4 separate regions of the Mus musculus genome follow, and regions 1, 2 and 3 are each linked to region 4. The links are chromatin contacts, called in public HiChIP or PLAC-seq and promoter capture Hi-C maps. All regions are on one chromosome and are shown on one strand. Each heading gives the region's core, a stretch centred on a gene start, on an enhancer-like site or on the middle of the called end of the contact. The rest is flanking DNA. Distances are from core to core; before and after follow the strand shown. Region 1 has its middle 15 kb from the start of Zfp395. Region 2 holds the start of Ptk2b (PTK2 protein tyrosine kinase 2 beta). Region 3 overlaps Chrna2 (cholinergic receptor, nicotinic, alpha polypeptide 2 (neuronal)). Region 4 holds the start of Pbk (PDZ binding kinase).

Region 1 (6,766 bases), core at 1,951-4,450, 460 kb before region 4:
GTGCAGGGTACTTTCCACTTTCATTGTATATGCTACCACTGCCGCTGGAACAGCTATGTGAAGGGCGCTTCAAGGAGGCTGTCCATGTGTACAGAGCTGTTGACATGCAGGGATGGAGAAACTTGGGTTAGGTCTGAGGAACTGATTTACAAGTGATATAGTGTAGAGTTGAACAGTTCTCCCTTAAGCAATACTCTGACCCAGGATACTCTACTAGTGAGATAAGCCCTTAGTTTGTTGAGAATGTGTAGCCCAGTCTGGCCTTGAGTTTTTAGCCCTCTGCTCCTGACTCTCCAGTCCTGGGATTATACATGTGCACCAACATGACCAACTGAAACAATACTTTTTAATTGCAACCCTTTGGTAGTATGTCATAACTACTTTTTAATCAGAAGAGATGTCTATGGAACTGTTGAGCTCAGTTTTCAACCTGCCCATTTGCCTGTAGCAAAAATGAGAATGATAGGCTGGCTAAACAGACCACTGGGTAGTTAAGAGCATTTGCTGCTCTCAAAGAGGACCTGAATTTAGTTCCTAGCACCCTCATGGTGGTTCACAACCATTAGTAACCATTTGTCAGTTCTGGGGATGTGACAACCTCTCCTGACCTCTTCAGGTTCCTATGTGTATGTGGTGCACAAACATACACTCAGGCACATACACTAAAATAAATATTTTTTTAAAATGAAAATGATTATTAATAAAAGTCACTAGGCTGGCAAGAGTCTAACTTTATGGGCGTCAATGAGGAAGTAGCACACCCCGACAGAAGGTGAGGGTTAAATGAGATATCCCAATGAAAGTATCTAGTCTTCAGCAGGCATACTGCTTCTCTTGAACACCCTCTCCGGAGCTTCTCTGCTCCCTGACAATATCATGTTCATTTGGAAATGAAATAGATGAAAACTAGTTGGTAGCGTCTCCTGTGAGTGGGAGATGACTATACAGCAAGCAACTGTCTGCAAAAGATGCAAATCAGACCGAGCTGGCAGATCTCTGCCCGGTACCCAGTCTTGCTTCAGCACCCTGTTCACTGATTTCAGGGTTGTTGTTGTTGTTGTTTTTTTGTCTTTATTACCCATAGACAAAGGTCAAAATTTATCCCATAAGTTAGAATTTCTCTAAATCTGGCCTCATCAACCCTCCAACACCTTGTCATACCGAGACTCAACACAAACCTCTCTTCTAAGCCAACTGGTTTCCTTGTTCGCCCCTATAAACGCCCATTGCAGCCTTAGTAAGACGCCGCTTCCTCTCTCACAACTTCTCTTTCCCTGGGGTCCAAATCTTACTGAGCCAGGACCACCACTCAGGTCCTCTCTTGTAGTGAGTGTCCCTGATATCTGAATGAAGTTCTCTTGGCTCTTGCAAGTCCCGTGTAGTGTGAGTGTGTGTGTGTGTGTGTGTGTGTGTGTGTGTGTGTGTGTGAGAGAGAGAGAGAGAGAGAGAGAGAGAGAGAGAGAGAGAGAGAGATTGAGAAAATGTATGTGTGTGTGGCCATGCGTGAGAGACCAGGACATTGGATATCCTGTTTTATGACTCTTGGCCTTATTTCCTTGAGACAGGATTTTTTTAATGTACCTGGAGCTAGGTCAGTAAGCCCCAGTGATCCTATGCCCCAACAAAGTACTGTTTTACAAGTGTTCACACAGGCAGACACTGGGATTTGAACTCAGTGCTCATGCTTGTGCACTCTTACCCACCGAACTCTCCCCAGCTCCAGCTCCCACCCTTTGTACTATTTTCCCTTCCAACTCCTGCATGATGGCCCTAACAGTCAGCTGGGAAGCAGAAACTTGGTTCTAAGTCTCACTGGCTGTATACCCCAGGTAATACCTCTCTTGGCTTCCTATAATTCTGGAGTTGCATAAGGAAGCAAAAATTCCTTTAAATATGTTTAAGATTTATCTCTGTTCTATGTGTACGTGTGAGAGACTGCATGGGTGTATGGGTACAGAGAAATTCTGCCTCATAAAATAAAAAAAGAAGGAAAGAAGGAAGGAAGGAAGGAAGGAAGGGAGGAAGGGAGGAAGGGAGGAAGGGAGGAAGGGAGGAAGGGAGGGAGGGAAGAAGGAAGGGAGATAAAGTTATGGGCCCAGAGGGTAATGTATATAAGTTTTCATTTAACACACATTGAAACATTTGTTAACCACCAGTACCCACAGGATGGAGTTGAGGCTAATAGAGAGACCTGATAAAGGAGAGAGAGCAAAAAGGCTCCATCTGAAGAAACTTGAGCACACTATCACTTGTGTAATTTATGGAATGAGGGGTCAGAATAAAAGACCAGGGTCTTGTAGTGTCTCCCTGTCCTGTCTGGGTCTATGGCCAGCTTCTTTCTCAGACTCCCATCTTCGTCCTGTTCCAGACCCCACCATCCACACCTCTTTCCTTGGCACCACAGATCGTTCACTGCACATTCCTTCCACTTAGAAACGTGTTCGGTGCTGGATCAGGTAGTTCAAGTCTGTAAGCTCAGCTGTTTGGGAAAGAGAGTCACAAGTTCTCAAACTAATCTGTACAAAGAAGAATGGGGGTGTAGCTCAGTGGTGGACGGCTACAATAACAGGAACAAGGTCTGGGTTGAATCCCACAAGATTTCAAGGGTTACTAGCCATAAGATGCATTTGCCTTAGCCTGTAAAGAGATCCCCTGTTTGTTCCTCCATCCTTCCCCCCAAAAAACCTTGACTTCAGGCCCCTAAAGCCTTGTCAGGCTGCTGCAGGTACTAGCAGGGAGCACGTTAAAAAGACAACAGTGTGTGACCAGTCCTGAGTGATTTTTTTTTTTTTTTATTAGCTTGGATGCCAATCCCTATTCTGAACACCTTATCTACTGGTGTTACTCTGTGCATCATCTCTGTTAGGTAGTTACTGTCGCTCCTCCTCCGGGTTATAAGTTATCTCTGGAATCCAGCAAAGATTTGCCTAAGATAACAAGTAGGTGAAGAAAGGGGCTGCGGAATTCTGGCCTGAACAATCCTTCCTCTTGTCACAGGCACAAGAAAGTACTGCTGGGAAGGCCTCCCACCTCTCTTTGCCAGCTATGCCTAGCTCCATTATAGCAGTTGTGCTGTCCCCGGATGAGGCGGGGGCTGAGACTGGGCTGCAGGTTTGGAGTGGTCAGTCATTTGACACTGACCAGTAAGAGACCAGACAGAAGCAACAGGAGGTGGAGTCTGACAGTGGATCTCTTCAGTCCTGAACCTCAAGTTCGCTCACCTTCTAGGAAAGGGCGACCAGCGCCACCCTGACCGCGCAGGGGTGCGCGTTTACGCCGCCGGAATGTATACGTTTAAGGACCGAAAGGCCGATTCTGGGGCTCAGGCAGCGACTTTAAGAGGTTCAGCCGAGCAGAGGCTATAGGGAAGATGGAGCAAAGCGCGTTGCGCCTGCAGAAACAGAAGCGGCATACACGCCGCCACGAAGCCCAGCCCGGCTCGCGGGCTGGAGCAGAGCCAGGCCGCGCAGGCCTCGGGGCGGGGCGGGACGGGATCTGGCCACGCCCCCAGCTTATTTTTCTCTCCGGCCCATAGCGCGAGTCACGTGGGCGGGGCCGCGTGGGCGGGGCGGTCCCTTGGGAGGAGGCTGGCTGAAGGCTCCGGGCCTCTAGCGCTCCGGGACCCGGCGAGAGAAGGAACGGAGGGGTGGGAGTGGAAGAAGGCATGCGGGCGGGGCCTGTCGTGGGGGCGGGGCCTGTTGCTAGGGCTGGCGCAGGAAACTGGGCTCAGGGGCCCGGCTTACTGGCTGCGGGCTCCGGCTGCTTGTTTACTCCTGGCGGGGGAGCAGTAACCCGGTGTTGGCGGAGGGGGGTGGGAGAGCAAGCGCGAAAACGTGGCCCGGAGTTCCAAGCTGAGGGAGCGGAACGGGCTGGGGGCCGGGGCTGCGGTGGGCCTGGATAGGAGCTGGATGATCCGGCGCAGCGCAGTCTTCAAACAAGTTCCTAGTGGCTGCACAGCTCCTCCTGGCCTTTGCGCCTTCCACCCTGCACACACAGTACTGTGGTTGGTGAAGGGTTGCATGCACATCGTTTTTTTAGGCCCTGAATTTCTTGGATCCTTTAGGATAGGACTATGGAGCGGTGTTTCTAGTGTTGCTGCTCGAAGAGGTGGACGCCTGCTGCGTGCTTGTTCCTGAGTGGGTCTCTGCCACTTTTTTTTTTTTTTCCAGGAACTGATTCATTTGCTGGTCCTCACGTAGTTCACATGCTTGCATCTGGCCACAATACACACAAATAAGCCCTTTGGGGGTTGTTCTAGGCAATTCAATAGCTTGTGCTTGGTTTTTCTAACTAGGATGAGCCAGAGGGCTGCTCACACAACCTAATGTGCTCCACAAATGAACTCGCAAAAATTAGCGAACACCGGGCAATACCTTCCTCAAATGAGTTTCCATTCATCTGAAAAATACAAAGCACGGAGAAACTGTAGCTGTACGTGGTATTTGCTACTGTATCCATTACCACTACCTAACCGGTTTATATCTGAGGACTTGAAGCACACCACATAAAGACTCTAGTCAGTCAGAAGTCACAAACATAGAGAAGGAAGGGAACAGGAGGCTTTTGAATTACCCCACCCCCCAAAGCGCTGACCCTATTGTGTGAGGACGTGTGATTTTCTGTCATTAGTGTCTCTAATTTGGAACATCAGTCCTCTATTCCCTGGTGTTAGTTATTAAAGATGTATTATTATCTTAGATTGTGTGTGTGCTTGCATGTGGGTATATGTGAGTGAGTGCAGGTTCCCAAATGACCAGAGGTGCTGCATCTCCCGAAGCTGGAGTTCCAGGCTGTGGTGCACTGCCCAGTGTGGGGAACTGACCTCCAGTCCTCTGGAACAGCAGCAGCCCTCTTAACTCCTCTGCCAGCTCTCCCTGTGGTTTCATTTGGCTTCACCATCCTAGAATCCTACCCTTTCTGGGATCAGTGGTCTAGTGGGTGGGGCTTTTTATCACCGCAGTCAATTACAAGTCGTCTCCCCCAACCCCCATGACAAACAAGGAGGTAGTTGGGAGAGAAAAGGCTGTTTTCTGCTAGAGTTGCTAAGTTGAAATGTCAGAGTTGTGAGTTGCCAACAAACTGTGTTCCCTAATATATGAAGGAAGTCCTTTCAGGGGAAGGGAGGCTCTTTTGAGGTAGGAAAAATAAATGAAACTACTAAGATAAACGGACATGAGAAATTTAGAGACTAAATCATTACAAATAGGTTTAAACTTGGGCTCTCCAGAGCTGGGAATGGGTCTAGTTCCATATTAGAGCTCTTGACCAGTGTGCAATATGGCCTGAAGTGTTTCTAGATTTCTCAGTTAAGCAGACAAGTCTGCTCTTTTTTTTGCTTAAGCTAGCATAAACCGAGTTCCTCTTACTTATCTCTAAAAAGAAGTCTGACTAATAAGTTTGGCACGGAGTTTATTTTTCCCTCCTAGAATAATGGAAGTTGGGTGCTGGCCACAACTATCACTTCTTAAGTGTTCTACTTCCCGTAATGAGTCATGCCAAGTGTGTGTGTCCCATGGATGTGGGTTAGACAGCAAGCCCAATTCTTCAGGAAGTATCACTGCAATTGCAAACAGGACACACTTCAACCAGCACAAAAGGAGGGTTAGACAGATAACACTTAACCTCGGGAGACTGTAATTGTCTGAATCGTGAATAAAATATAGACGGAGATTTTAGCTTTTATAAAATGTATGCATTTTTAAAGGATCTTGCTAAATAGATCAGGCTGACCTGGAATGAATGATCTTCTGCCTCAGTCTCCACAGCTTGCTAAGACTGCTAAGACCAAGCTTATTTATGTATTATATTTATCTTATTTTGCTGGCACAGCCTCTCATGAATCTCAGGTTGACCTTGAACTGGATTCAGGGCCAAGGGTGATGGCCAGCTTCCACCTCCCGAGAACTCCACAGGTGAGCACTGTCATACCTGGAGATCACCCAGGGCTTCATGGATGCTAGGCAAGCACTCCAGAGCTGTCTTCTCTTGTTTGTGAGAGAGTACTCTTGGTTCTTAGTGATATGAAAGGAGAGAGAGAGAGAGAGAGAGGAAGGGTAGGAGGGAGAGAAGGAAGGAAGTTTGATAACAATTATTAGTTGGTTCTAGCTGAAAGATACACGGGGACAGAAACATTCATAGTCACTAAATCTTAGACACCAAGGGTCCCTGGTGTGTCACTCTCTTTCCTGAATAGTTTCAGTGATGGAGACCTGAGTGGATCACCAGGGACAAGGGTGTAGGTGATCCAGAAAGAGCATAGATCTATGTCGTCATCCAGAAAAAGCATGGGTGGACAGTCTTTTTGCATTTTGGTCAGCAACGGACATTCTGAGGGGGAGAGTGGGTTGTGTGTCCTCCTTGAAAACACATCCAGGATATCGGCACAGACATTTTGAAAGGAAAGGAAAGCTGAAACGGGGTGGCTAGCGATTACTAGCACTTGTGGCTCCTACAAAACACAGGGGTTCTGTTTCCAGTCCCTAGATGTTGGTTCATAGCTTCGGATCCAGAGGATCTGACACATGTGGTACACAGACACACAGACAGGCAAAATGGTTATATGCATAAAATAAAATAAAGAAATATAAAATTAGTGAATCCATTTAAACACTTGAGATAGCTAGAATCCTAGGCCCTGTCTACTCCTTGACTCCTGTGGGGGAGGAGCCTCTCTACCTGGTGAGCGCAGGCTGCTAGGTTCTCTGCAGAGCTGGTCTACAGCACTCCCATTGTCCCTGGAGAAGAGAGAGAAACAAGAAAAGCAAGG
Region 2 (7,195 bases), core at 377-2,876, 480 kb after region 4:
ACCTGTCCCTGCCCAGCCCTGCCCACCCTCTGGCACTGTAATTGGTGGAACTTCATTTCTTCTCACGACAGTCCCGCCCATCCTAGCTCCGCCCTAGCTGGGCAGCTGGAGCTACAGGCTCCTCCGTCTCCCCTCACCTGACAGGAGTACCTGGGTTCAGGAAGGATGCTAGTAAGTGAAAGAAAGAAGGCAGACTGTCCTGCCAAAGTTAGGTCTTTCTTATGAATGTGACTTCTTCCTTCCTTCCTAGGGTCGTGAGTCACTTTTCCCCCACCCCCTGCTCTGCATTTCTTGCGCCCCCGCCCCCACCCGGTAGCTACTGTGAACCGCAAGAGTTTGTTGACCTGAGCACACTGCGGCTGCCTGGTACCCCTACCCTTTCCAAACCATGCATTGTCTCAGCGGGCTCCAGACTGGTACAAGATCTGCTAAGGTTCTTCTCCCTCCTGCTTTCCAATTCTCCCGGGCTAATGCCCCCCCCCCACACACACACACCCAACCCTCAGGTCCCAGCTTGGTTTCTTCAAGGAGCACAGCGGAATCGGAATCTTGCTTCCAGTATAGGGGTGATGGGAGATATTGGTGTCATCTGGCTGAGGGTGAGGGCAGGTGGCAGGACTTGGTGGGCCTCAGAACGTCACCCATATGCTCGCTGTTCACCCACCCAAAGCTTTGCCCACGCACAGCCTGGCAGCAGGAACAGCAGCCCAGAACTTAACCCTCAAGGGGCATGGGGAAAGCAGCTTCAAAATGAGCCAGTGCGGCTGGTGTGAACTTTGGAACTTCAGCACGAACACACACGCACACACACACACACACACACACACACACACACACACACACTACACACACTACACACACTATGGTATGGTTCCTCTTGGAGAACCCCGTTTGTCTTAAAGCTCCAGCTTCAGGGAAAAAAAACAACAAACAAACAAAAACAAAACGTCCCAGAGGCTGGGGATAGGGGTGGTGCAGGGGTGGGAAGATAGGCCACATGGGTGCCGAAGGGCACTGTGGAGAAGAGCGCGCCGTGCCTGGGCAGAGGTCTGAGCTAGAGCTGAAGTTGGGTTCTGAAGCCCTCGGTTGGGTTCGGAGTTCCCAAATCCAACCTTTAGAGACAAGCATTGTTGCTGAGCCGATTTCAATCGTGCCCCTAGTCGCCCCTCTCTGAATAAGATAACAGGACAAAAAGGGAGAAACACCCTTTAGTCTTAAAAAGAACTCCAAAAATAGATGCCTTCTCTAGCGCCCTCCCTAACCCCCTAGCTCAGGGCGGCAAGCTCAGGGAAAGCACCTGCTCCGCGCCTCCGACTTTCTGGGTCCTTGGCTACCTTTCCAGGAATTCTCAAGCTTCCCGAAGGACTGGAACTGTAGACCCTCTCCAGCTTTCCACTTAAGTCGAGCGATCGAAGTGTCCCTGACCCCGGCGCTGGGTAGGAACACGCAGGACTTACCCTCGGGCGAGGCGCGGACTCGGGCCAGGGCTCCGGGCTGGGCCAGGTGAGCGCAGCCGCCGCAGGTAGGACGCGCGGCTCTGCCTGCAGAGGCTGAGTAAGAGGCTGACAGGTTGTTTTTCCCCCTCCTCCTCTCGGTCGTTAACCACACCCCTGCTGCTCTCCTCTCCACTTCCTTAAAGGGTGGGGTGTGCTGTCTGTGTGTGCAGGCTCCAACCTCTTACCATAAACTCTGAAATAGATGCCGCCTGCAATTCCTGGAGCTGCCCGGCTGACCCGGGGGCCAGAGCCCATTGCCTTAGGGCCCCAATTGGGGTCCTCAGGTGCTCCGGACCTCTTGCAGTTGGTTGACCTCCAACTCCTACCACACCTGGCTTCTTCCAGGCACCCTTCTCTGCAGCCTTTAGTCACCAGACCTGACCCATGTTCTCAGCAGTGGCCCCCATGGCTCCACACCTTGAAATGGCCCTCACCCTAGGTCAGATAAATATTAGGGATGCCCGATATGACTGGTACAGGATTGGAAACACCTAGGACTGGGTTTCTGAGCCCAGACCCTGGAGGACCAGAACACAGTCCCAAAACAGTCGGGGAAGGGGTTGGGAATGTAGCTCAGACGGTAGAATGTGTGTCTAGCCTGGATTCCATTCCCAGAACCAAAGGCATAATACTGAGTGTAGGTGGTGGATATCTGTAATTCCAACGCTCTGGAGGTCTATCCTTGGCTATGAGGTGAGTTCAAGATGAGGCTAGGCTGAAAGAGATCATGTCTCAAAAACAAAACAAAACAAAACAAAACAAACAAACAAACAAACAAACAAAAAAACCCCAAACCCCAAAACCCAACCCCAACCCAGCATTAATAACAACAAAACCAGAAAAGACTAGAGAAGCCTTACAATGATTTTCTTCTGTGGCCCTCTCCCTGCATCAGTTTGTATCCGTGACCCTCCGAAGAGGCTGGCCATCTCTTTACTGCATCAGTAAGGCAGTGGTACTTGAGGCAGATCTAAAGTACTAAGTTGCGACATCATTTACTTCTCTAGCCCGAGAAAGATTCTGACTTTCTCCTAAGTGGAGGTCAGTGAGCTGGACTTAGCAGGAGACCCTGCCCCAGACATCTTTATCCTGTGCCCTTTGGGGTTTGGGGTTTAGTCACAGTTCTGTCTCTGATAGTAGCAGTCCTGAGACTGCAACATCAAGCTGCCCAACTCCCTGTGAAAGCCACAGTTTTCATGATGACACTTCTTCACCCTACCCCACCTCCAAGTTCAACAGACCTGCTGCCCCAGGAGACCATCAGAAGCTACCAACACTCATCTTTCAGAGTGGTGGTGATGGCTTCTCAAGAGAAAGCAGACTTAATTAATTAAGAACTCAGGAGGCAGAGGCAAGTAGAATTCTGAGTTCAAGACCAGCATGATCTACTGAGTGAGTTACGGGACAGCCAGGCTACAGAGAAAAACCCTGTCCCGAAAAACCAATAGCAATAATCATAAAATCAATTAAAGCTATAAAGTTCATATGTCTTAAGATGTAACAAAATGTAGATTTTAGCTGTATCCTCCATGTCTACTAAAAACCCTATCTAAAGCTAGCGTCACCCACCCTCAAATGCCTCAACACCACAATATACCCTGCCATCTGCTGGGCCAGCAGGACCCTCTCTACCATCCTGAAGGGCCCCATTTATCAACTATCTGCACTCAAAGACAAGTGGAGGGGTAGAGTTGGGGGAGCAGTGAAGACTGTGAACAGCGTATGGGGTACATGACCACAGGACAAAAAAAACTACCAGAGGGTGTGAGCAGTGGGGTGGCGTAAGGTGTTGGCAGGGGGTGGCTTTCTGAATCCTTGCACTTGGGAAAGAGTGGGTAAAGCGTCTTGTGGTGTAAAGCGAGATCTACCTGAGGGAATGGCAGCTGGCTGACTGTTGAAGACTAGCTGGGTTTGTGTGTGCTGCCCTCATGTGGGCACACATATGAACTACAGCCATATCTCTGCTCTAGTAAGGTCTTCTGTTCTGTGTGCACACACGTTGTATTCTTTACCTGGCATATTATTTCCTTCAAACTTCTCTGAGCACTTTTTTTGGTCACTTCTTAAAAAAACGAGCATATTTCATTATAACAGGTACTCTGCTGCTAACTCACTACCCAGTGTCTTGCCTGTTGGGCTGGTGTTCACTCTCCTCCAGGGTTCTCACCCCTCCTACGCTGCCACCCTTTAGTACAGTTCCTCGTGTTGTGGTGACCCCCCCCCCCCCGCCCCGACCATAAAATAACCTTTGTTGCTATTTCATAGCTGTAATTTTGCTTCTGTTAAGAATCACAATGCACATATCTGTGTTTTCTGTTGATCTTAGGTGACCCTTGTGAAAGGGCCATTTGAGTCTCAAAGAGGGTCACAACCCACAGGTTGAGAACTGCTGCCCTAGACAGTCTCACTATTTCCTCTGGCTAAATAGGAAGAATAAGCAGCCAGCACCACCAAGGTCAATTTATATAATTATTAAAATCTATATTCTGCATATAAAAGAAAGCGTTTGATATTTTTCTGAGTCTGGCTTATTTTGCTTATCACAGTGATGTCCAGTTTCATTTATTTTTCAGAAAAAAAATGACATAATTGTTTGTTCTTCTCTGTGTCTGAATAAAACTCGTGTGTGTCTGTGTACCACATTGTCTTCTCTCACTCATCTGTTGGTGGACATCCATGTGGACTCTATACCTTGGCTTCTGTGCATATAGATCCAGCAAACATGGACATCAAGAGTCTCTGTGGTGTCTAACTTGTATTCTTTCAACTCTTTCCTCAGGATTTATGGCTGAATGACACAGACGTTTTCTGTTAACCAGCTAGCCTTAGCTGGTGAGATGGAATCTGAAAGTAGTTTTGTTTGTTTTGTTTTGGTTTTTTGGTTTTTTGTTTTGTGTTTGTTTTTCGAGACAGGGTTTCTCTGTATAGCCCTGGCTGTCCTAGAACTCACTCTGTAGACCAGGCTGGCCTCGAACTCAGAAATCTGCCTGCCTCTGCCTCCCGAGTGCTGGGATTAAAAGCATTCGCCACCACGCCCGGCTCTGAAAGTAGTTTTAATTGGCATCTCCCTGATGGGTAAGGATGTTGAACACCTTTTCAAGTACTTATTGATGGTTTTGTACTTCTTCTTTTGAGAACTGTTTATTTGTCCATCTATTGATCAGACAATTTAGTTTTGTGATGTTTTTGTAGTTCTTTATGTAGCTTGGATACTAATCCTCTCTGTCAGGTATGTAGCTGGCAGAGCCCTCCCCCACCTCACCCCTCCCTGCCCCACCCCATCCCACTCCCATTCTGTAGGATGTCTCTTCACTTCAGTGATTGTTTCCTTTGTTGTGCAGATGCTTCTTTTTTTTAAAATTTTTTATTAGGTATTTAGCTCATTTACATTTCCAATGCTATACCAAAAGTCCCCCATACCCACCCACCCCCACTCCCCTACCCACCCACTCCCCCTTTTTGGCCCTGGCGTTCCCCTGTACTGGGGCATATAAAGTTTGCGTGTCCAATGGGCCTCTCTTTCCAGTGATGGCCGACTAGGCCATCTTTTGATACATAGTGCAGATGCTTCTTAAGGTCATGTATTCCCATTTGTCAATTCTTGAGATTGACAGATGTCATAAGAACGTGGGAGCTTGTGTTCTTAGGGTCTAATTTAATTTAATATAATTTAAACTTATCCACATCTAGCTTACGAATGAATGAGACTCAGACTGTGGTTATTTTATTTGGCTTTGACAATTACTGGGGGTCACCACTTATCTACTTTTCTAATGGCTGGCCTGGCTTCTTCCCAGAGGTTTGCCCCAGATTCTTGTTATTACTCATGGCCAGGTGCTCACGGTCCATCTTCTTTCGTGGTGGCCTCCTTCCCATTCCCTTGTCCCTCTTCCTCTCTCACCCAACCAGCTAACTTAAAACCTACCTACCTCTAATCCTCCAGCAATGGGTTGTAGACATTTTTATTTAACCAATAGTTTTAAGTTAAGGAGCAAGTTTTGCACAGAAAAAGTTGGTAACTGTGGCTGGCAGCTAGACCTTCATTCAGGTAAGGAATTTAGCATTACAATACACAGCCAACAGACCAAACCTCAGCAGGTCCTGCTTCTACAGTCCTTGCTGGGACTGTGTCCTGAAGTGCTTTGCCTGTGCTTTTCTCTAGCACTTTCAAAGTTTCAGGTCTTAAGTTAAGGCCTTTGGTCAGTTTGAATTGCTTTTGTGTAGAGATAAGGATCTGGTTTCATTGTACCTGTGGAAATTCTGGTTTCCCAGCTCCCCTTCAGGGCCTTGCTGGTTCTCTGATGTGTTTTTGACAGTTCTATCAGAATTTAGCTGGCTGTACCCGTGCTTATTTCTAAGTCCTCCATCCTATCTATCCCATTGGCCTATGTGTCAGTTTGGGGCTAGTACTGTGGTTTTTATGACTACTGCTCTGTAATACCATTTGAGATCAGGTATTAACTCTGCCAGCCAGAGAAAGTCATGCTTGCAGAGAAAAATCACTCACTTTGAAAAGAGGCTCAAATCTTTATTCCTGAGAGGAAGGAAAAAGGAGAATCCTTTCCCATTGTCGTTCTTAGTTCTTATACTTTCTCAGGACAAATGACCACATGGTATGCCAAGTATCTTCATGTTGAAAAGTTCATCATAAATCAATAAGGAGATACAGAAGAAATGTTTCCATGTATTTCCATGTTCCTAACTAAACATTCATTATCCATATTCTAGCTCTATAAGTTCATTGAAAGTTTAAAAGCAATAATTTGATGTTAAATAAAAGTCAGCATGGTTTTGTCAAAAGGCAAATCATCTACCTTGTGTCTCATTAGTTTTGAAGTTTTGTATTGATAGTTCCAGCCAATATGTTATTTTCTGTCCTTACACCTACAATGAATTGCTTATGACCTTGTGTTATCAGATAATGGCTTCACAGCTAGCCTAGAAGGAATGTTTTCCTGATCGTAAATTTGTTCCAAGCCAGCTTTCTATATCCTAGTGCAATTAGTTCATGACACATGAAGATTTACAGAACTCTAATTGCAGCTTTCATACTATAGAGGGCTCAAAACTACGTGTATAAATTTAGGAGTTCTATAGAATCATTATTAGGAATTATGAAACCATCAGTTTGTCTACATAGCATTACAACAAGAGAGGACATCTTCATTGATTTGCAGGAAATCTACCCAATAGGGTGGGGCTAAGTCCCAGGAATCATTAGACTATTTAACAATGATAGGAAAGACATAACAACAACAAAAATCAATCCTTAGATGGGGTCTCTGAAGGCCCAGAAATTCAGAGTTTACCCATGGCAGCCATGCAAAACGACCCATCTCCAGAGCGTCATTTGTTAGTTCTTGCCCCTCCTAAATGCCCTCTGACATCCAGCACCCTCTGACATACCTGTCTCCTGCTGCCATGATGATTAGGGACTCACCCTCTAAATCTATAAGCAAGGCTACAATTAAATGTTTTTTTTTTCTATACACTTCCTTAGTCATGGTGTCTCCTCACAGCAATAGAACAGTAACTACGACACTGAGTAGGAAAAACCCACCCTAAATGTAAGTAGCACCATCCTACAGGGCCTGGACTGAATACAGAGAGAAACGGAAGCAGCATCCTTCTCTCCCTGATTCCAAAGGGATGTAATTTCACTAGCCCCCTCACACCCCTACCAACATGGCTTCTCTGAC
Region 3 (7,014 bases), core at 1,270-3,769, 340 kb after region 4:
CCTTGGGTACCTGACTGGCCCTGACTCAGAGGCCAGCAGGCAGAAACCCACCAAGGCAATGCCATTTCAGAGTCTTTCAAATAGGTTCCTTGCTCACTGTAGGGGTTCTACACACAACCCCCGACTCACTGGGTTCTGGATGCGTGATAGCTACTTGGGTCAGGGGCTGCTCTGAGCCAATTGCTTCTGCTATTGCTTATTCTGGAGTCATTGGAGGGTCTGAGCCTCATCTCTATGGATGAACCAATGGGAACCAGAGTGAGGGGGAAGCTTTAAAAGGTGTGTGCAGTCATGTCATGGGGGGTGGTGTGGTCCTAGATCCTCGATCACCACGATTGTCCTGGTCACTCATGCCAGGGTTGTGGAGGAGGAGAGGAAAGGGCACAGTGGTGGAACCAGGCCTTCTGCAGCTGCCCAGGACTAGCCTGAAATGCTGGAGAAGTTATTAACCCTCTGGAAGCTCCTTTCTCCCCATCTGTGAAGGGGTGGCTCATCTGTCTTAGACCTATGGCCGTCAGATGCCCCCATTTGATGTAAGTGTCCCCAAATATATGAACCTGAAATCCTAAAGGATATACCAGAGAGGGAATAAGAGCTCGGTATTGGGAACTAAAGGGTAAAGCTCCGTTTCATACAGTGCTTGCCTGGGTTTGACTCCCCAACACCGCAGGCACTGGGCATGGGGCTCATGAACTCCATCCAGAGCCTGGGAAGAGGGGCTGAGAAGAAGCAAATGTTTAAGGTCGTTTTTTACCTTTACAGTAAGTTGGAGGCCAGCTTGTGCATGAAACAAACAAATAAACAATAACAAAATCTGGTTTTAAAATGCACTTGGACCTGCTCTGGTGGAACACAGTTGGGACCTAGAGCATCCTCTTCCTGCTGGGACTCCCTGGATCAGGAGGTCTCCAGAGCATAGTTGGAAGGTCATGGGTAACTCTCCTGGCTGTCTCTGGCAAGCCCTGCCTGGAGAAGGAGTGACTGCATAACAGATTCACTAAGTGGGGAGCATCAGAACAAGGGCCAGAGGCACAGCTAGAGGGCCAAGTGTGCTGGCACTGGCTGCCTGGGATTTTCACTACCAGAGTCGGAACAAAATGGGCTGCTTATCAGAAATGGTTTGCCCTATTCCCATAGCAGCCTTTTCCTCGTGCCATAGACTCTGTGGATTCTGTGGGGGCTAGGAGAGGGACACAGGGGTGCTACAGTCCCACAGCTCCTCAGATCACCTAAAGGTCCCGGTGGGGCAGTGCTCTGATGTGACCACTCCCCTGAGCAGGAATGGAATGACTACAAGCTGCGCTGGGACCCGGCTGAGTTTGGCAACATCACCTCCCTCCGCGTCCCCTCAGAGATGATCTGGATCCCAGACATTGTTCTCTACAACAAGTAAGAAGCCAGTTACTAATTAAAGTGCATCTGGGAGGGGAGAGAACTAGGCGAGCAAGAGCTCTTGCTGGGCTAGCAAGAAAATCTGTTTGAATCCTCAGTGGTCACATAAAAGCTGGGAGTGGTACTCTGGCTCGCTCTGTCTGTCTGTCTGTCTGTCTGTCTGTCTGTCTGTTTCTGTGAGTGTGTGTGTGTATGAGAGAGAGAGAGAGAGAGAGAGAGAGAGAGCACTTTAGCACTGGGGATAGGGGAGACAGGTAGATCCTAGAAGTTCACTGACCAGTCAGTTTAGCCAGACAAGCCTTCGATTCTTGAGGACCTGTCTCAAGAAGTAAAGATGGAGCATGGTCAAGGAAAGATACTTGATGGCAGCCTTAGGCCTATACACACTCAAATATGCACAAGCACTACCCACACATGTGCACACACCACACACATACACACATTTATTCACACATGTGTGCCAGCACACACTCTCTCTCTAATACATACATACATACATACACACATACACAAACATGCATGCATATATATACACAGACACATACTCATGTGCACTGGCATCTCTCTCTCTCTCTCTCTCTCCCTCTCTCACACACACACACACACACACACACACACACACACACACACTTTCTCATAAAAGAAACTAAAACTTATTCTTTCCTTTTTGGCTTGGGTAAGGTTTCACAGAGAAATCCAGACGTTAATACTTAAATGATGGCAGTGTCTCTTGCTAACATTTTCTAAAGCAGGTCTCTGGGGGACACTGCTACCTTCTTGAGATATGAATAGGCATGGAAGGTTCTTGGTGGTGGTGTGTGTGGGGGGGGGGGGGTTGGCATGTGACATAATTTTGGATAGCATAGTCACCCCCTGGTGGTCTAAGCCTTAAACACCTGTTGTTTGCTTCTGCAGGAGTCATATGCCCCGAGTTCCCCAGGCCCCATCTCTGTGCCCTGAGGTGGCACCTAGGATCCTTCCAGTTTCTGGTTCTCTCTGACAGATCAGGAACAAAGTCCCAGCAGCAGATTTATCTGAGTTTTTAAATTGTCAATAAGACAGCTGGTTGCTAATACCTGATTGCATCAAGTTCTTCTGGTAGGACAAAGGCTAGTCAGAACAGCTGCATTTAAGGGGTGTGTGAACGACACCCTCCTGCAGGTTAATAGGCAAAGGGTCAGTGAAGTCACATGGCCTCTTCCCCCGAATGGGGGCCTGCTGCCATCTAGTGGTAGTTATGTGAAATGACCGAAATTATCACTACCGGTTTGGGTTGAATGTAGGAATTGGGGGTGGAGTTTAAAGACTATTTCTACCCAGGGAAACCCAGAGTCCTATGGAGTCCTGCCTGCCGATTTCTTCCTTGTTCTTGTGAGGCTTCCTGTTTTTATGCTCTTGTCTCACCTCCCAGGTCAAGAACTAATTAAGCTTTCACAGTAATCCTGTTGAGCCCAGCCAGAAGTCCCTCCTGATCTCAGAAGCATTCCAAATGCCCAGTTGCATGGTGATGTCATGTGACTATATTTCATTTCCATGTGGTTCCCCAAGGGCAGGAACCACATCTCACATCCCTCAGGTACAGGCCCTGGTAGATGAAACTGGCCCCAAATACTGTGCTAAATGCACAGAGTACAGGGAGTTTCCTCACCAGCCAAAATGTTAGTCTCGTCTGGAAAGGAACGAAAAAGATCTGGGTACAAGATCTAGGATCCTCCTCCTCTGGAACTGAGTTCCCATTTAATCGTGAGGGAGATCAAAACACTCAAAAACCTTTACTCTAGTCAGGTATGGTGGAGAATACCTGTTATTCCAGAACTCAAGATACTGAGGCAGGAGGATCACAAGTTTAAATCCAGCCAGCAAGTTGGGGGCCAGCTGGGGCCACATAGTAAGATCCCTGTCTCATAAAACAACCACAAAAACTTCAACATACTAAATGGATAATAACAGGATCAGACTATAAATGTCCCATGATTTGAAATATGAAAAATTAAGGAATAGTCTTTATGACAGTCAGATATATAATTATGACATCAAAATGGCAATCGTGGTTTTTTTTTTTTTTAGTTTATTTAAATTTTTTACTTCTGCAATTAAAACACTGGTATTTGAAAAGGCAACTCAGATACGTCTGTCTGTAGGAGAGATTTATCTTGCCCTTGCTTGGATGACTCTACTTAGCCAGTCAATAGTGAGTTTGTTTACTCAGTTGCCCTGCTTCACGGAAGAGGCAGATATGCAGGATCCCAGCTTGTCTCCTCTTCCCAGTGCAGACGGGGAGTTTGCGGTGACCCACATGACCAAGGCCCACCTCTTCTTCACGGGCACTGTGCACTGGGTGCCCCCAGCCATCTACAAGAGCTCCTGCAGCATCGACGTGACTTTCTTCCCCTTCGACCAGCAGAACTGCAAGATGAAGTTTGGCTCCTGGACATACGACAAGGCCAAGATCGACCTGGAGCAGATGGAGCGGACGGTGGACCTGAAGGACTACTGGGAGAGCGGCGAGTGGGCCATTATCAACGCCACCGGAACCTATAACAGCAAGAAGTACGACTGCTGCGCGGAGATCTACCCCGACGTCACCTACTACTTCGTTATCCGCCGGCTGCCGCTGTTCTACACCATCAACCTCATTATCCCGTGCCTGCTCATCTCCTGCCTCACCGTGCTCGTGTTCTACTTGCCCTCTGAGTGTGGAGAGAAGATCACGCTGTGCATCTCGGTGCTGCTCTCCCTCACTGTCTTCCTGCTGCTCATCACAGAAATTATCCCATCCACCTCACTGGTCATCCCACTCATCGGCGAGTACCTGCTCTTCACCATGATCTTCGTCACCCTCTCTATTGTGATCACAGTCTTCGTGCTCAATGTCCACCACCGTTCCCCTAGCACGCACAACATGCCCAACTGGGTGAGGGTGGCCCTGCTAGGCCGGGTGCCCCGGTGGCTGATGATGAATCGGCCCCTGCCGCCCATGGAGCTCCATGGCTCTCCAGGTCTGAAGCTCAGCCCCACTTATCATTGGCTGGAGACCAACATGGATGCTGAAGAAAGGGAGGAGACAGAGGAAGAGGAGGAGGAGGAAGAAGATGAAAACATATGTATGTGTGCAGGCCTCCCAGACTCTTCCATGGGTGTCCTCTATGGCCATGGCAGCCTGCATCTGAGGGCCATGGGGCCTGAGGCCAAGACTCCATCCCAGGCTAGTGAGATCCTGCTGTCACCTCAAATACAGAAAGCACTAGAAGGTGTACACTACATTGCTGACCACCTGAGGTCTGAGGATGCTGACTCTTCGGTGAGTTGGGATGAGGAAAGCCCCTCCCCACCCCGTGGGTGACTCTGCCAGCTTAGCAGGGAAAAATCCAAGCCCAGGGCATGCCCTTGGGCAACCCTTTCCCTTCTTCTTGTAAGGACCAGTCACCCTCAGTCATGTCCAAAGAGTCTGGACTTGATCATGAAAGGGAAACACTAGCTAGAAGTCCTCTGGTTACTTCCTGGCCGATGGCAGAATACCACAGGGTCCATCCCCCTCTCTTCAACCTAAGTGGGGGAGAGTGAGGAAATTGGGGAGCTCAGATGCTGGTCTCCATCTGCTTTGTCTTTGTCTGGGCAGTCCCTCTATGAGAGGGGCGGGGTGGGGCGGGGCAGGGCAGGGAGATAGACTGCTCTGAGAAGGTACAGAAACCAAATACAAACGCATCCACTCAGTGCATGGCTGGCCGCTGCACTACCCTGTGGTAGAGGGTCTCCTCCATCTGGGCTCTGGGCAGTCTGTGACGTTCCCTAGTCACTCTCAAACCCTGCAGATTCTCAGCTGAACCAGGGTAGGCTCCCCTCCCCCAGGGCTGCATATAGTAAGTACTTAGTGTTCAGAACCTGGCTGTCCCCTTACCAACCAAAGGAGGAGTGAAAGGTTACTATGGGACAATCTTATTGAGTAGATAAGAACATTGATCATTAATTTGGAAATTTCTAAGAATGTAGATCCTCTGGCTTGGCCTGTGAGCTGAAGAGCTACAAAGCTCCAGCTCTTCCACACTGGCTTGCCCTGGGCTACAACCTGCCTCTTTCTGTCCCCTTCAGGTGTGTGGGGAAGTAGCATGGGACAGCACATTATTGGGGACTACTATGAGCTACATTTAAAATTTCCTGATTTTGATGGCCTGTGCCTAGTGTCTCCTCATGTCCCTCTGGACTCCTGAGCCTAGCAGTATGTGGAAATGGGAAAAGATAAAATGGGATTCCCAGGGATGTATCAGCCCTGAGCTAAGCCTGTTTCTCTCTCCACCCATCTCTATGTGTGGGATAACCTTGGCTTTGCAAGCCTTCGGTGGCCTGGTGACTACTGCCTCCATGAGGCTGGATGTGGGAGGGACATCTTCTCAAAGCCTGGCTCTTGTCACTGTAAGCCCAATTCTAACTCCAGGTGAAGGAAGATTGGAAGTATGTGGCCATGGTGGTAGACCGGATCTTCCTCTGGCTGTTCATTATCGTCTGCTTCCTGGGGACCATCGGGCTCTTCCTCCCTCCGTTCCTGGCTGGAATGATCTGACTTGATGTCCCTCATGTTGGCTCCAAGGTGGCCTGGACAACCATCTTCTGCTCTTCTGTGACTGGAGCCATCTCTAGAATATTCTTTTGACTTAATGCCACCTGCCTGCGATGTTTCTACGAGGCCCCTGATCTAGCCTGGACTTCATATCCTCCTTGTCAACAGTTCATGGTGCCATTGCGGTGACAAGCACTGAGACCACTCAACATGACAACTATTTAGGGATGCTGAGGAACTAGAAGAGGTGAAGGCTGCTCTGTAGGTGATGACAACATGGTGGTGATATGGGGGGAGAGCAAGATAGTTCTGAAAGAGCATATAGGAGTTGTCTATGGCAAAAGGGTCAAACAAAGGGATGGAGGGGTCAGACCAGGACAAAGGGAAATAGAACACTGGCCCAAAGATGGGCACAAGGGGACAATGGGAGTGCCTGGTGTGGAAGAGTTCTGCACAACACTGTGGATTCAGAATGTCAGAGAGGACAGCCAGCTGGGGTGGGGAGGCTGGGAGGCAAGTTGGGATATTTTTGACCCAGGCCCAAGAAGAAGCTCAGAGTCTGCACTGAACCTGTCTCTATGCACTTTGCAGGAAATGTCAGAGGGACAGGGGTACTTCCCAAAGGAGTGGGGCACAAAGAAAGTTCTAGAGCAGTGGCTTTCAACCTGTGTCGTGGGTTGCAACCCTTCAGGGAGTCAAACGACCCTTTCACAGGGGTCACATATCAGATATCCTGCATATCAGATGTTTTACATGACAGTCCATAACAATATCAAAATTACTGTTATGAAGTTGAAATGAAAACAATTTTGTGGTTGGGGTCACAACATGAGGAACTGTAAAGGGTCATAGCATTAGGAAGGTTGAGAACCACTGATCTAGGTGCCCTGGTGGATGCTTGAGGCAGAATAGCAACATTGGGTATAAGTTGCTGGGCCATTATTCAACCAAAAGCACTTTGGAGCCTTCAAGTTCCCCTCAGTGTCATGTCTCACTGTTCTATGCTACAAAAAAAGAGGTATAGCAATTTCTACAAGGGATCAGGGCTACCTTCAAATCAAGAGGAC
Region 4 (7,500 bases), core at 4,471-6,970:
ACTCCCAGACCAGCTGCCATGTCACTGAAGGACAGATAGAGTCTCTAGGAAACAGAGTTTGTCCACCTTTTTACTCCCTCGTTTCTGAGCACACACCCAGGAGAACAATCCAGAACTGATGCTGTAGAAGGGTAGACACGAGTAAAGAGAATTCCATTGTGTTGGAATGTCCTAGCCTAGGAGAACAAGGAGGCACAACCATGACGGTGGACTGTGTGTGGAGAAAAGAGGGGCCTGGATTGAGAGTGGAAGGTGAGGTGACGCTAATCCAGACAGGAAGGGCATTTGTTGTCAAGAAGAGAGTGTGTGTTTAAGCCAGAGACACGAGGAAAACCATGGGCTCCCCAGGCACAGCCAGAGACTTAGTCTTTACCAGAGCCCAGGGACCCAGTGAGGCAAACTCCAGGAAAGGACACTTTGGGTCAGATCACAAAGACAGAGAAGTTTTGCTCAGAAGTTGGGACAAGGGCATGACAGGATGAAGTTTCCAGACAAAAAGACTAAGCTGACTTCAAAGGGAAAAGCCTCAAGAAGGGAGGAGGTGGTAAATTGGAAGGTTAGGTGGGAGTGGCTGGAGGGCTGGTTGTCCAGGCAGAGAAAGGAAGAGACTTAAAGACGCAGGAGAAAGAGAGGTCAGAACAGAGATGGGGTAGGTAATAAAGGTGTCTTAGGGGCCTGGTAACTGTGATGAAACACTATGACCAAACCAAACTGAAAGAAAGAAAACTAAATTCAAGACTTTAAAGCCCTAGCCAAAAAGTTTATTCAAGGTCCATGTCTCATGCGGCTTGCTAGTTAGGAGAGCTTTTTGGGCTTAGAGCAAAGAACAAAGGCTGTAAAGTCATCCCAGGAACCAACTAGCCATTGAGATAAGAAAGGCACACAAGGACAGTCTCCTGACAAGCTCAAGATGAGTAATGGACCACCTGCTGATATGGTTTGGGTTTTAGCCAGATGTCCTGCCGACCAAGATAAACACCCTCCCTTTAGAGTTACTATCACATACTGCTCTCTGATGTTTAAATTGCCCATTTGTGTGTAACTGCACCGATTCTTCCCCTAGCCCCAGACCCTTTTTCTATAAAAAACCCTAGCTTTCGAGCCTCGTGGTCGACATCTGTTATCTCCTGTGTGAGATGCATGTCGGTCCAGGGTCCAGAGCTCCGTCATTAAACTGCCTCGTGTGTTTACATCAAGACGGTCTTCTTCGTGATTTTTGGGTGCACCCCGAATCGGGGGAAAAGAGTTCACAAACCAAACCAAAAAACCCCCAAAACAAACAAACAAAAACCCAACTAGGGGAAGAAAGGGCTTATTTTGTTTACAATTGCACTTAACATCTCACTATCAAAAGCCGTGAGGGCAGAAACTCACACAGGGTAGGAACCTGGAGGCAGGAGCTGATGCAGAGGCCATGCAGGGGTGCTGCTTACATGGCCTGCTCAACCTGCTTTCTTACACAACCCAGGATCATAGCCTTGGAATGGCCCCTCCTGCAGTGGGCTAGGTCCTCTCCCATCCATCACTAATTAAGAAAATGCCTTACAACTGGATCTTATGGAGGCATTTTCTCAGTCCCTCCCCTCAAATGACTTAAGCTTGTGTCAAGCTAACATAAGTCTATCTGGAATAAAAGGAAATCTCCATCAGGCCCTGGATATAGAAGAACAAAGGCCAGCACACAGGAGCATAAGCTGGAGGCTCCAGTGCCTTCACCTTGGGACCTAAATGTGGGTTGCCAAGCCAGATGAGGGTAGAGTGGTGCCATACCCCCCAAACCCCCAAGGCTCTCAGAGAGCACAGCAGGAGTGGGGCTGCTTCCTTCCCAAACCAGGCTTGGGCCTACTCAACCCAATAGAGACAAAGGCCACAGCACCATAAACCCAATTAGGCTTCTGGTTTCCACACCAGAGAACTAACTTCTCAGAAATAATGCCAAGGCAACTACATTGGTATTTGAATTGGTGCTCATTAACATTTGCCTGTCTTCAATCAGGTCCGCATATGCAAATTAGGTGCCTTTCCTCTCTAGTCCCTTTTCCTCCCCTCTTCCCTGACTTCCCTAGCCAACCATTGCCATTTCAATAAAGATCTGCTTACCACACAGTCTTTACACCCACCATGCTCCACCTCCCCTGCTTCCTAGCATCTCTGTATCCTGAGTTGGGGACAGGGAACCTAAAGACCTCAGGACGACAGAACTTGTGACATGCCTAGGACCATGTTGAACTGACTGTTTGTAAATACAGAAGCAACACGATAAAAAAAAATCTTTTTTTTTTCCTTCTTTCCTAAAAAGTCTCACCATCCTTCTAGCCAATCAGCGGCGAGGACACAACCTCAAAGAGAATTAGAATGCAGCAACCATAAAGAATAGAGAAGGAGGGAGACGATACTCTAGAAAGGAAGAAAAGCATTAAAATTCTCAAAGGAAGTCCTGGAAAACCAGACATCCCTAAAATGGCGCGGGGATGTGACTTGATTGTTTGCGTGAAGCCTTGGGTTCTATCCCCAGCATGGCATAAATGGGGCTTCGTGGTCTCAGCACTCAGGAGGAAGAGGCCAGAAGATCCCAAGCTCAAGAGCATCTTTGGCTACATAGCAAGTTCAAGCAGGACAAGCTGGTCTGTCAGAATCACTGTCTCAGAAAACAAACAAGCAGGCAAGCAAAAGAGCTGATGCTAGAGTCTGCTAGAGCCAATGCAGAATTGGTTCTTTTGTTGAAACAGTGCAATTAGAACTTTACAAACTGCAAGAAACAGCTGATCCAGGTTAGAGCTGCTCTCTATGACAACTGACTAGCGGGTAAGGTTTTGAAATTAATGGATGCATTTCACAGGCAATAGCAATAAACTTGTGATGATCATGTGTTTCTGGGGTTAATCTCTGGGGGTTCTTTTAACAGGTCCAAGACTGGAAACAGAGCAGGATAGTTGTAACTGTCAGGCAAGGGCCTTTATTTTCACTGATTCTTTAGCCTCAGTTTATACCGTGCCAATAATTTCATCTCCCTGGAGGGTCTTTTCACAAGCAGTGGTTAATTAAGAAGCTTTTGGGGTCTGGCTTTAGGCAGAATTTTATTATCTACTAAGAAAAGAACACAGAAGGCTTGTAAAAACCTAAGACTTAATAAAAACATAGAACAGTATAGATATTTAATGAAGGTGAGGTATATAATACCACGTTTACACTCACAAAAAATTATTAAGATAGGGCTGAAGAGTTAAGAGTGTTTGCTGCTAGCCGGGTATGGTGGCACACGCCTTTAATCCCAGCACTTGGGAGGCAGAGGCAGGCAGATTTATGAGTTCGAGGCTAGCCTGGTCTACAGAGTGAGTTCCAGGACAGCCAGGGCCACACAAAACAAACAAATCACAGCAAAAGCTAAATATGTGTGTGTATCCTCACGAAATACAATCACCATCATTTAGCTTTTATCATCTCTATGATGGGGGTGGGGTGGGGGGGTGGGGGGTTGGCAGTGGTGTGGGAGAGAAGGAGAGGGCTCCAGAGCTTCTGGATTGACTGGGTGCCCTAGGCAAGAGGAGGGTCCTTTTCTTTGTCAACGAAACAGGCAAAGGAAGGTTTCAGATGCAAATGGCTTTGACTTTGATGGGTGAACAGAGGGCAGGAGTCTGTGAGTGATCTCCATTTTATCTGAATAGCTGTGTGTGACAGAGCTCCTTTCAGCCTGCAGGATGGCCTCTCCCCAGCACAGATTTCCAACAGTTACTTAATTACTATAGGGCAAGGAATAAACAACACATTTATTTTGCTTGAATGATGTCAGATAGTTCTAAATTGAGCAAAATCTCCCGCACTTAGAAAAGAAATCTCGGTGCTGGAAGTTGGCTCAGCAGCTGAGGGCACTCTGGAGGGCTCTTCCCAGCCTGATCTACATATCGGGTTCTGGGTCAGCCAGGGCTACATACTAAAAAAGAAAGAGAGAAAGAAAGAAAGAAAGAAAGAAAGAAAGAAAGAAAGAAAGAAAGGAAGGAAGGAAGAAAGAAAAGAAGGGAGGGAGGGAGAGAGAGAGAAAGAAAGAAAGAAAGAAAGAAAGGAAGGAAGGAAGGAAGAAAGAGGGAGAGAGAAAGAAAGAAAGAGGAGAGAACTTGTAAGTGAAAACATTTGAGAAACTGAATCATAGAAATAAAATAGGTATTAGTGCCAATGAGATTGTGAGACCCCGACTTAGAGCGTTTCTACCTGGAAGGTAAGGCCCCTGGACGTTCCCCAAACTTGTTTTCCCTGATCTCTAAAAATGCAGCCAGAAAGAAGCTCTTTGTTCTCTATAGCCAGCAAAACGCCTTTTTTGTTTTTGAGCCTTACAGCCAGAGATGCGATAATTGTAGGAAGACCTACAAGGACATGGAGATAGACGACGCTGGAGAGGAGGCTGCAGCTCATCACCCCCCCCCCCCCCCCCCCCCCCCCCCCCCCCCGCCAGAAAGAAAAGGAGCTGTAGCCAACTCTCCTCCCAACTCCTCCCAACTCTTCCCAACTCCTCCCAATTCCTCAGCTAGCCCCCTACTGTCACCACTCAGGGTCGAACTCCCCTGCCCTACATGGCAGAGGGACTTTGTCCTCAGCTAGCTGATAATAAAACCTCTTGCAGTTTGCATCAGGTGTGGTTTTCTCTCGGGCCACTGGGGTGCTGGCCAGCTCATCCCGGGACTTGAGCGGAGGCCCAGCTTCGGGGGTCTTACAAGATAATGTCAGTAGACAAATGAGTGTGTTAATGTATATAAACACATGAATACATACGTGTCATGCCACTGTGTGTACTTCTGTCTTCATAAAGAAGATGTCCCTATCTATCTGGCCTCAGACTGGTTGAATTTCTTTAACCGTTTGAAGAGGTCACAATGCGGCACAGAGCGTTCCTGTTGAGGAGGCCTCTTGGTGCTTCTTGTATTACATTGTATGTTTTCTTTTTTAAGGTATCACATGGTCTCTGAGCCACATAGTAGGTATGGGAATGTCTTCCTGTTCTCCTAAACTTAATTCATTTTTCTTGTAGAGAACACAGTAGATTATGTTATGCAGTGGGCACTCAAGTGCAGATACCTGACACCCAGTAGGTGCTCTGAAAATATTTGTTAAGTAGACTGTGGTAATTCCAAGAATTAACAAAACTGGGCCAGTGAGATGGCTCAATGAGGATAAGAGCTTGCTGCCAGAGCCTGGCCTTCTGATTTAGATCTCAGGAATCTAAGGAGGGAAGGAGGGAGCCAGTTTCTGCAGTTGTCCTCTGATCTTCCCATGTGGGTAGCAGAAACACACACACACACAAACACACTAACACAGCAATAATTTTTTAAGTTAGCAAAATTTCAAAATATTCTATATTTATTCTCAGCCTCAAATAATGAAAATCTACACATTTCTAATTAGTGTTTTAAGGACACATATATCTGCAATAAAACTTCCTAGTTGCATATTCTGAGCAGTGTTTGTAATTTGGGTAATTTGCCTTCAAAACAGATATATATTTTGTTTTTCCGCCAGCATCTGTCTGACACTTGCTATGTCTTTCTAGCCATCGCTCTGGAAGATTTCTTCTTTTAGGACTAAATCAAACCTGGAAACTCCAGTAAACCTGGGAGGACTGTGCGAACGCGTGAGTTTTGACCCTAGTGCCGCCCCGTAGTCTTCTGGCGGGACCTTTGAAAAAGCGTGCTTCTTACACACCGCGGCGGTTACTGCGAGTGTTGGCGGGAGGGAGCTGTTCCTGCATTTTCTGGAGCGAGTCTTCTGACTGCTTTTAGTTAGAACTCCAGTGCCCCTCGGCGGGCCGCGGCCTTTGAAAATGCGCGCGCCCTAAACGCTGCGGCGGTTACGCTGTTGGCGGGAGGGAGCTGAGCCTGCACTTTCCGGACTAGGTGTCCAGACAGCTTTGAGCCAGCCCGTCACTTTCACCTTTTTACCCGAGCGTGCGAGCGTGGTAAGGGAAAGCCTGGCCGACTCGAAGGTGGTTGGCAGACTGGGGGTCAGGGGTGGAGCATCGAGGACCTGAGGGGAGGGTCGCGGACGGGAGGGACGGGGACGAGAGGGAGGCTGCCTCCACTGGAGGACCTGGAGGAGATCTGCGGGGAAGAACAGCAAACTGAGGGTACACAGCGGCTAGGGGAGGACCCAGGGAGATAGTGGATGGAGAATAGGGGAACCCCTTGGAGCCATCGCACACCTCCAAGCCCCTGACCCTGAGCTCCTTTATCGCGGAAAGTTTGGGGGTTCAGGGAGAAAGTCACTCCCTTCCCCATGAAGGAGGAGGGGGGTGGGGGTGGGGGGAGGATTTCTCTGCTTTTAAGGTGAGGCCACAGTAGAAAAGTGGCCTGTGGTAGGGCAGTGACTCATTGGGTACAGTCTGTGCCCAGCATGCATGCAGCCCTGGGATCCATCTTCAGGACCCCAAAACCTGGAAGCAGTAGTGAGTGCCTGGGGTCCCAGTAACTAGGGAATGGAGACCAAAGAAAGGACAGGGAATATGGCTGTGGGTAGAGTTTTATACATGGGATTACTGGTATTAAAAAAAATATGTTTACATGCTTATATGAAAATTCATAGTGAAACTCGAAATCATGTAGAGTTAGCATATGCTAATAAAAAGATACTTTTGAAAAGCCAAGCAGTGCTAATATTATAAAGTTATGGGTGGGGGACGCTGGAGTCTTGATTCATTGGTTAGAGCCTGCAGGGCTTTTGCAAAGGCCCTGAGCTGGTTGCCAGCACCCATGTGGAGTGGCTCACAAACAACTACATGTCATTCCAGAGGAGGCCATCCTTCACTTCAGGCTCCTGTACTGTTGTGCATAGACCACCCACCCCTGCCACACACACATAGGTGATGGAAGGTGTATAATGAAAAGTCAAATCTTTTTTTTGTTTTGTTTTGTTTTTTCGAGATAGGGTTTCTCTGTGTAGCCCAGGCTGCCCTGGAACTCACTCTGTAGACCAGGCTGGCCTTGAACTTAGAAATTCACCTGCCTCTGACTGGAGTACTGGGATTAACGGTGTGCGCCACCACGCCCCTGGGAAAAGTCAAATCTTAAATAAGCAGTTCTCATGGTAACCAAGCATGTGACCTCAGTGCTTGGGGATTGAAGCAGGAGTATGTCGTGTTGGATGTCAGCTTGGTGTACACAGCCAGTTCAGGGTAGTCTAAGTAATGGGGAGACCCACATAAATGGGGCTTAGAAAGCCCATCAATAGATGCCCCAGCTCTGTCAGATGTGCCCTTTGAACCCCAAGCCTAAAGGTGATATGGGTTAAAGAAAGTATAGTTATTTAACAATTAATGCCTATGGAATGTATATGCAGATCTACGACAGTATAGACTAAGGCTCTATCTCAGCCAGGAAAGAAAAGTCCCATTAGACAACTGAGCTGGGCGGGACGTAGGATATTTTGGTACAAACAGGGTAAGTGGAAGAGAGGCATTTTTGAGTGTCCAGAATATGAGGGAATGCTGAAATGTTTAAGCCTAGGTATTTTTTTGTT

Evidence for each region. Promoter capture Hi-C pulls out the DNA fragments that hold promoters and counts their contacts. HiChIP or PLAC-seq counts read pairs in DNA pulled down with a chosen protein or histone mark.
Region 1: a contact with region 4 is called in an H3K4me3 HiChIP or PLAC-seq map of pro-B cells, with 3 times the contacts expected there. The contact joins the enhancer-like site here to the promoter of Pbk in region 4. A contact is called at or near these places in 2 of 39 promoter capture datasets (embryonic stem cells and stem cell-derived epiblast-like cells), 2 of 484 Hi-C or Micro-C datasets (the G1E-ER4 cell line and embryonic stem cells) and 2 of 115 datasets of contacts at active chromatin or transcription factors (large pre-B cells and pro-B cells).
Region 2: a contact with region 4 is called in a promoter capture Hi-C map of liver, with 2.6 times the contacts expected there. The contact joins the promoter of Ptk2b here to the promoter of Pbk in region 4. A contact is called at or near these places in 5 of 39 promoter capture datasets (3T3-L1-derived adipocytes, liver, pre-B cells and 1 more) and 1 of 115 datasets of contacts at active chromatin or transcription factors (pancreatic cancer cells).
Region 3: a promoter capture Hi-C map of the 3T3-L1 cell line shows a contact between it and region 4, with 2.4 times the contacts expected there. The contact joins the enhancer-like site here to the promoter of Pbk in region 4. A contact is called at or near these places in 2 of 39 promoter capture datasets (the 3T3-L1 cell line and hippocampal neurons), 1 of 15 datasets of contacts at CTCF or cohesin (the NIH/3T3 cell line) and 1 of 484 Hi-C or Micro-C datasets (large pre-B cells).

Annotation. Positions count from the first base shown.
Region 1 is chr14:65,340,226-65,346,991 of GRCm38.p6, forward strand. No RefSeq gene overlaps it. Among named protein-coding and RNA genes, the nearest start is that of Zfp395, 15 kb to the right of the region's middle. Within about 2 kb of position 3,201, at least 394 of the 459 cell types and tissues checked have an H3K27ac peak or open chromatin away from gene starts, as enhancers often do. A contact at or near this core is called in the G1E-ER4 cell line, embryonic stem cells, pro-B cells and 1 more, where this site is marked.
Region 2 is chr14:66,279,426-66,286,620 of GRCm38.p6, forward strand. It overlaps Ptk2b (PTK2 protein tyrosine kinase 2 beta), which reads right to left and starts at 1,627. Exons shown (of 31, transcript NM_001162366.2): 1 at 1,458-1,627.
Region 3 is chr14:66,145,127-66,152,140 of GRCm38.p6, forward strand. Chrna2 (cholinergic receptor, nicotinic, alpha polypeptide 2 (neuronal)) reads left to right here. Exons shown (of 7, transcript NM_144803.2): 5 at 1,280-1,389; 6 at 3,661-4,693; 7 at 5,825-7,014. The coding sequence ends at 5,950. Among named protein-coding and RNA genes, the nearest start is that of Chrna2, 7.7 kb to the left of the region's middle. Within about 2 kb of position 2,520, at least 43 of the 459 cell types and tissues checked have an H3K27ac peak or open chromatin away from gene starts, as enhancers often do.
Region 4 is chr14:65,800,191-65,807,690 of GRCm38.p6, forward strand. Pbk (PDZ binding kinase) reads left to right here and starts at 5,721. Exons shown (of 8, transcript NM_023209.2): 1 at 5,721-5,944.